2 separate regions of the Capra hircus genome follow, and region 1 is linked to region 2. Evidence: chromatin contacts called from public Hi-C data. All regions are on one chromosome and are shown on one strand. The core of a region is the stretch at or near the end of the contact, and the rest is flanking DNA. Distances in the headings are between cores, read along the strand shown.

Region 1 (2,839 bases), core at 164-2,663, 250 kb after region 2:
CATCTAAATGCAGGGATGCTCCAGCACTACTTAGCATTAAGATTCCGTCTTAATACAAAGTGATCCTGAATCTGGGCCGCAGAATTCCAAGGCCTTCCAGGGGACAGATCCCACCCCACATCCCCTGCCTCCTGTTTGCAGAAAAGCTTTAGCCTTCTAGGCCTTCTCCACGTTCCAAAGAGCAAATTCAGAGAAGTGAGAACACTTAGAAACAAAACAAGTAAGATAAAATAACAGTTTAAGCAAGTCAGGGACGCTTAGTTCCTACTCAAAGGCTATAGATAAATATTCTGAGCCATATCCTCCAGTTGTTTTACAGATAGTAACCCCACCACCAGTCGGAAGACACTGACTGAATGCTCTTGAAAGCACATAGACCCCAGACTGTTTGGAATAGTAAGGTTGATGTTGACTCCTGAAATAACACCTGGTTAACTCACCACTAATCCGCAATCAAGCTGTCAAAATGTCTACAAGCTAATCAGGTGCCTGTGGCCAGTTTCTCACCTTGCTTTTAAAAGCGCCTCACTGACAGCCATCAGGGAATTCTGGTCTTTAGAGCCTGCTCTCCTTGCTTAGCACCTTGCGATAAAGTGTATTTTCCTTTATCATAATCAGATGGCAGTTGGCTTTGCTGTGGGTCGGGTACAGCAGAGCCGATAATGGTGGTGTTGAGAGGGGGTTTTCACCTCTGTTTCAATGTATTTATCACATAACTTCCTGTGAACATGTTTTTAAGCAGTAAGACCCAACGATTTGATCGGGTTGTCTCTGCCTCAGGTGCAATTTCCCCACCGACCTCCAGCTAAAAATTTCTGTACCTAGGAATGCCTTCCGCCCGCAGGGAAAATGGGGGTAGAGGTTGGGGTATGAGGGGCGCGGGCGCAAGTGGCTCTTAAGTATCCAAGGAAGATTCAATGGAAATGCCAAGGACAGAGGCAGCATCCGCAATACTGCCTCAGTTGATAGGATTGATGGGAACTCAATACTTGTTGATCACCCCATTTCCCCCTGAATTTGGCTTGTGGAAAAACAGAGGAAACAAAAAAGTGGAATGAAGGGATGGCGAAACACTCGCTCGAGTCGGACTCCGCCTTTGGTCCCAAGGTGGGAGAGTGGGGAGGTAGAGGGGGTGGGGGTGCGACACTGGCTAGCGCCTGCGCCCTGGCGCCCACCTGTTTCGGAAGCCCTGGGATCCAGACACTTTCTGACTCCGTAACAACGGCTCGATTAAACGTTTTATTCTTCATGCAACTGAAAGTGTGTTATGATTTAAAACATCCGATCCCCGAGAGACTGTTTCTTAGCCGTCTCCGTCGTCCGCCGGCACCGCCGAAGGCAGCCGCCATTGAGGGTTGCCAAGGCGCGGGGTCCTGGGTTTCCATGACAACACGAAGGCGTCCGGGGAAAGGCGTGGCGACAAGATGTCTGGCGGGAAACACAATTTACGGGTACGGGTTGCAAGTGTCCGTTTCCCATCACTTCTGACGGCAGAAACGAGGTCGAGTTCTGCCCGACCTCGAGTCGGTGAAGCTGCGAGCGCGAGGGCGGCCTGTGGGGAAGCCAGGGGCGCCCTTAGGTGGTGCCGGTGGTCGGAGGGGTGGGCCCAGCGTGTCCTTCCCGGCCTGGGCCCAGGTATTTTAGTTGCATCAGATATCTTGGGAGAGCCCAGAAATCTCCCCAAAGAAAACCCAAGGTAGATAAATTGTAAACTCCAAATTTAGCATGAACACTAAACGGGTATCCCTCCCTCCCTTCCCTTCTATGTCTCTCTTTTTTCCCTGCAGGTCTGTGTTGCAACTCTGCCAAATCCCAGTACTGCATGCTGGTGATAGGTTTGTAGATTAGCTTTCCAGAGGGGTATTTCAACTGCTTACAGAGAGTGCTAGGCATTGCTTATAATGTCACTCCCGAAAACACCCTCCGCGTCAACACCTGAGGGCAAAAACTTGAAAATCTCTGCATCCAAGGAAGAGACAGGTAACGTTCGTCAAGGCATAAGTAATCATGACCATAATCATAAATCACAACCATTCACTTTTTTCCTTAATCTGAGATTTCAGATGCTTTAATTAGTTTTGTTTTACTAATATACTTGTTTAAATAAAATAAAAAGCCTTGCCTTTTATAATATTTTGCAGTCCTACTCCGCGTAAGGATTGTAATTTTTTTTTTCAAATGCTGATGAGTTTTATGTTGTTCTAAATTCAACCTATTTTAAGTACCAGTGGTGGTTTGAAACAGTACTTTCTGGGTTTTGGGGGGTTTTTCTTTGTTAAGGAACTAGTTTGTATCAGTTCAGTTCAGTTCAGTCGCTCAGTTCTGTCCGACTATTTGGGAAGCCATGAACCACAGCACACCGGGCCTCCCTGTCCATCACCAACTCCCGGAGTTCATTCAAACTCACGTCCATCGAGTCAGTGATGCCATCCAGCCATCTCATCCTCTGTCGTTCCCTTCTCCTGCCCCCAATCCCTCCCAGCATCAAAGTCTTCTCCAATGAGTCAACTCTTCTCATGAGGTGGCCAAAGTACTGGAGTTTCAGCTTTAGCATCATTCCTTCCAAAGAAATCCCAGGACTGATCTCCTTTAGAATGGACTGGTTGGATCTCCTTGTAGTCCAAGGGACTCTCAAGAGTCTTCTCAAGAATTTGTATCAGGTTTTAGTAATTACTCTGAATGAAGGTGCTTACATAAGATTTTCATTCATATATAGACGTGCAGATCTGTTCTAGAATAAGAATCTGCCAGACTCATTTCTCCCCTTGTTATGTTAAAGGCTCCTCCAGCTCACCTACATCTTGTTTTTAGGAGAGACTCTGCTAAAATCCACTTACCT
Region 2 (3,009 bases), core at 144-2,643:
CTCACTGAAGGTGCTCTGTGCCCTTTTGCTCTTTGAAAGTGTTTGCTAAAATGCATATTCTGATTGAGTAGGTTTGGGCCTGAGTTTGCATTTCTAACAAGCTTCAGGGCAGTACCAAAGCCAATGGTTCTTGGGCTATTCTAGAGTAGGGTTGAGTTTGCTTGCTAAGGAAACACAGCTGCCTGTAGTTTTCACAAGAGCCACTAGATGTCTCCGTCATCCATGAGATCTTGGATCTCCAAGCCCTGAGAATGAAATAGCAAATTTACTGAAAATAGAGGCTTACCCATGAACTGGTGTTTGGATTCATTGTTTCTACCTGAGACTGACTTTGGTTGAAAAAAAAAAACGTTGAGTCTTTTAGGAGAAAGATGTCTTGAAATCAAATTGTCCAAGAACTTCCAAGAGACCTGCTTTATTTATACTGTGAAATGAAATCTCAAATATTATCAGTTAACCCTCCATGAAAGTTACCAGTAGAGAATTATTTCCACAGTCTTAAAACTTGAATTTTTTTTTTTTAAAGAAACCAAGGTAAATACTAGTCATTTTATCAGCATGAATTCACCAGTTTCTTCCAGGACAAGATGGCTCTTAGGTCAGTAGCTTCAATAACTCAGGTGATCTTTGGAAAAAAATGCAGTAAGCAGTTGGGAAATCCAGCAAGCTTGTTACATGCTCACGTTACGGAGAAGAGAGGCCCAGAGGTCTTCTGCCAGCGGTGTCTTGAAGAGCTGTTCAGTCACAAGCATTTCAAAATTGCAAATTTAAGCCCAGAAAGTGCATTCAGTACTCAGCCTAGCTTGTTTTCAACACGCTGTGATTACATTGACTTGAGACCTCGTGGTTTTTCCATGACTCTCCCAAATCGAAATATCTCCAGTCTGGAGCCCATTAGCTTCCCCAGCTGTGGAAACCTGCTGACTGCTTGCTGCTCTGTTTCATTTCCCTCTGTAGCGAAGCCAGACCCAGGGCTCACTTCCCCTGGCTAACTCAAGCTCCCGGTGAGACGGTTGCCCGGTTTCATTTAACAGGTTGGCAGGAAGTTGATCTGCAGACACAGGACAGGGCACCAGTGGGAGCCCGTATTTCGTAGCCCTCAGGCGGGCCACCGGAGCCGAACGAAAGTAACTGGGTGATTGACAGTGGCCATTTCAAGGCCTGACTTCAACTCCTTTGCAACCACGATCACCCAGAATAGACTGCTGCCTGGCAGCGAGGCCCCAGTCGGCTGGGCGGCGCCTGCAAGTGGCCTCGGGTTGCAGTCTCAAGAACCACTCGGTTTCGGTTCCGGGCGGAACCGGTCTCGTCCCTGGGTCACCTGGGAGAAGAGCTCGGCCCGCCTGCAGTTCCCATGGCAACGCCAATCCCCGGCCAATCCGGGCCTCGGAAGTACGGGCGCCCGCCCTCAGGCCGGGACCCTGAAAGGGCCGGGAAGGCCCAGTGGTGGAGGGACCTGCTGCCGGCCTGGTCATGCTCGGGGGCACAGAGCGTCTGCTCTGGCTCCTGCTTCTGTCGCTGCTGCTGCCGCCCCCGAGTGCGTGGGGACACGGCGGCCAGGCAAGGCCGAGGGAGGGGACCGAGGAGGCAGGCTCGGCCGGGGCTTGGCTGGCCTTCAAGGGCCTGCGGGAACGACTGAGGGCGGCCGGCGCGCTCTCCAGACGCTACTGGGCTCTCTTCAGCTGCCGCGTGTGGCCTGAGGGCTGTGGGAAGGATGAGGAGGCGTCGGCGCGGCCCCCGGGTAAGACCCTCGGGCTCAGGAGGGCGGGAGCGGGCGGGAGGGATGCGGGAGGCCCGCTGGGATCCGGCCGCGGCATTCCGAGCCTCGCGCCTGTCCCGGGCCGTCGCGATCGGCAGACGAGCGCCTTAGCCAACGGCTCTGCTCTTCCGCCCAGCCTTTAGGCCGAGCTAAGAGCGGGGCAGCCTCTTCGGAACCAGGAACCCTCATCACTGCCGCTGGCGCTGCGTCCTTGTGCAGACGAGCGGTCCTGGCTGCACTCCCCGCCCGTTCCTGGCTCCTCCAGACACGGCTTACAGGTCCCTGCTGTCTCCGAACCTGCCCTGCCATTATTCCAAGGAGCTGCTCTTGCCCACATTCTTGATGACTTAGGAAAATCCCCAGTTGGGCACTCCCCCCAAGTACCTTGTCGTCCTCCTCAGCTGCTTACAGAAGCTGAAGCTGGGCTACCAGTCCCCCAGACCTGAGTTCTGATTTATTCTCTGTCACTGATAAATTGTGAGGCAGGGTCGTCAAATCAATGTCCTGGCCCTGGTGGTCTCAGACTCCTTGCAGTAGATGTCGTTAACTCTAGGTTCTGTAGTGATAATCCTGCAGTAGTGCTAGAAACATCTTTCATTTAAATTAAAAGTTCTTTTTTGGGGGGTGGAGAGGAGAGCAGGGCCTCCAGACATGAGGGATCTTAGTTCCCCAACCAGGGATCCAACCTATGCTTCCTGCATTGGAAGTACAGAGTCTTAACCACTGGACTACCAGGGAAGTCCCTAAATCAAAAGTTCTAAATTCCAGTGAATGGTTTTTGTTTTGTTTTTGCCAGTGCTCAGTATATTCAAATTGACATCTGATAGAAGAATGGAGCCTGGCTGGCTACCGTCCATGGGGTTACAACTTAGCGACTTAACAGCAGCAAAAGAATTGAGACACTTGGGGTTGGCCGTGATCAGATGATTCTGCAATCCAGAGCAAGTAGGAAGCATGGTAATCACGTTACTGTTTGTCTCCCCCGGAGACCGCAAACTCCTTGCAGGCAGGGCCTGGGTAACTTACACTTTGGCACAAAATAAGATTTATTGTTGAGTAAATTGAGCTTTTGCTGCAACTAGAGCTGCATCTATAGCAAGGCCATCTACTTCCTCATACTAGAGATGCCCACCTGAGCCCATTCCCAGGTGCAGTGAGAGGAAGGCCCAGGGCAGAGTGGTGGGGAGTGGTTCTGGAGAGAGGACGGAAGAACCACTCTGGTGGTTTGAAGGGAGGCAGTGTTCAGCCCA

Evidence for each region. A called contact is a pair of places that touch in the nucleus more often than the background predicts.
Region 1: a Hi-C map of blood shows a contact between it and region 2, with 2.7 times the contacts expected there. The contact joins the promoter of AXDND1 here to the promoter of TOR3A in region 2. A contact is called at or near these places in 3 of 5 Hi-C or Micro-C datasets (blood and liver).

What each region holds. Positions count from the first base shown.
Region 1 is chr16:59,275,855-59,278,693 of ARS1.2, forward strand. It overlaps AXDND1 (axonemal dynein light chain domain-containing protein 1), which reads left to right and starts at 1,414. Exons shown (of 26, transcript XM_018060656.1): 1 at 1,414-1,451; 2 at 1,788-1,980. The coding sequence starts at 1,902.
Region 2 is chr16:59,025,633-59,028,641 of ARS1.2, forward strand. TOR3A (torsin-3A) reads left to right here and starts at 1,394. Exons shown (of 6, transcript XM_018060653.1): 1 at 1,394-1,741. The coding sequence starts at 1,474.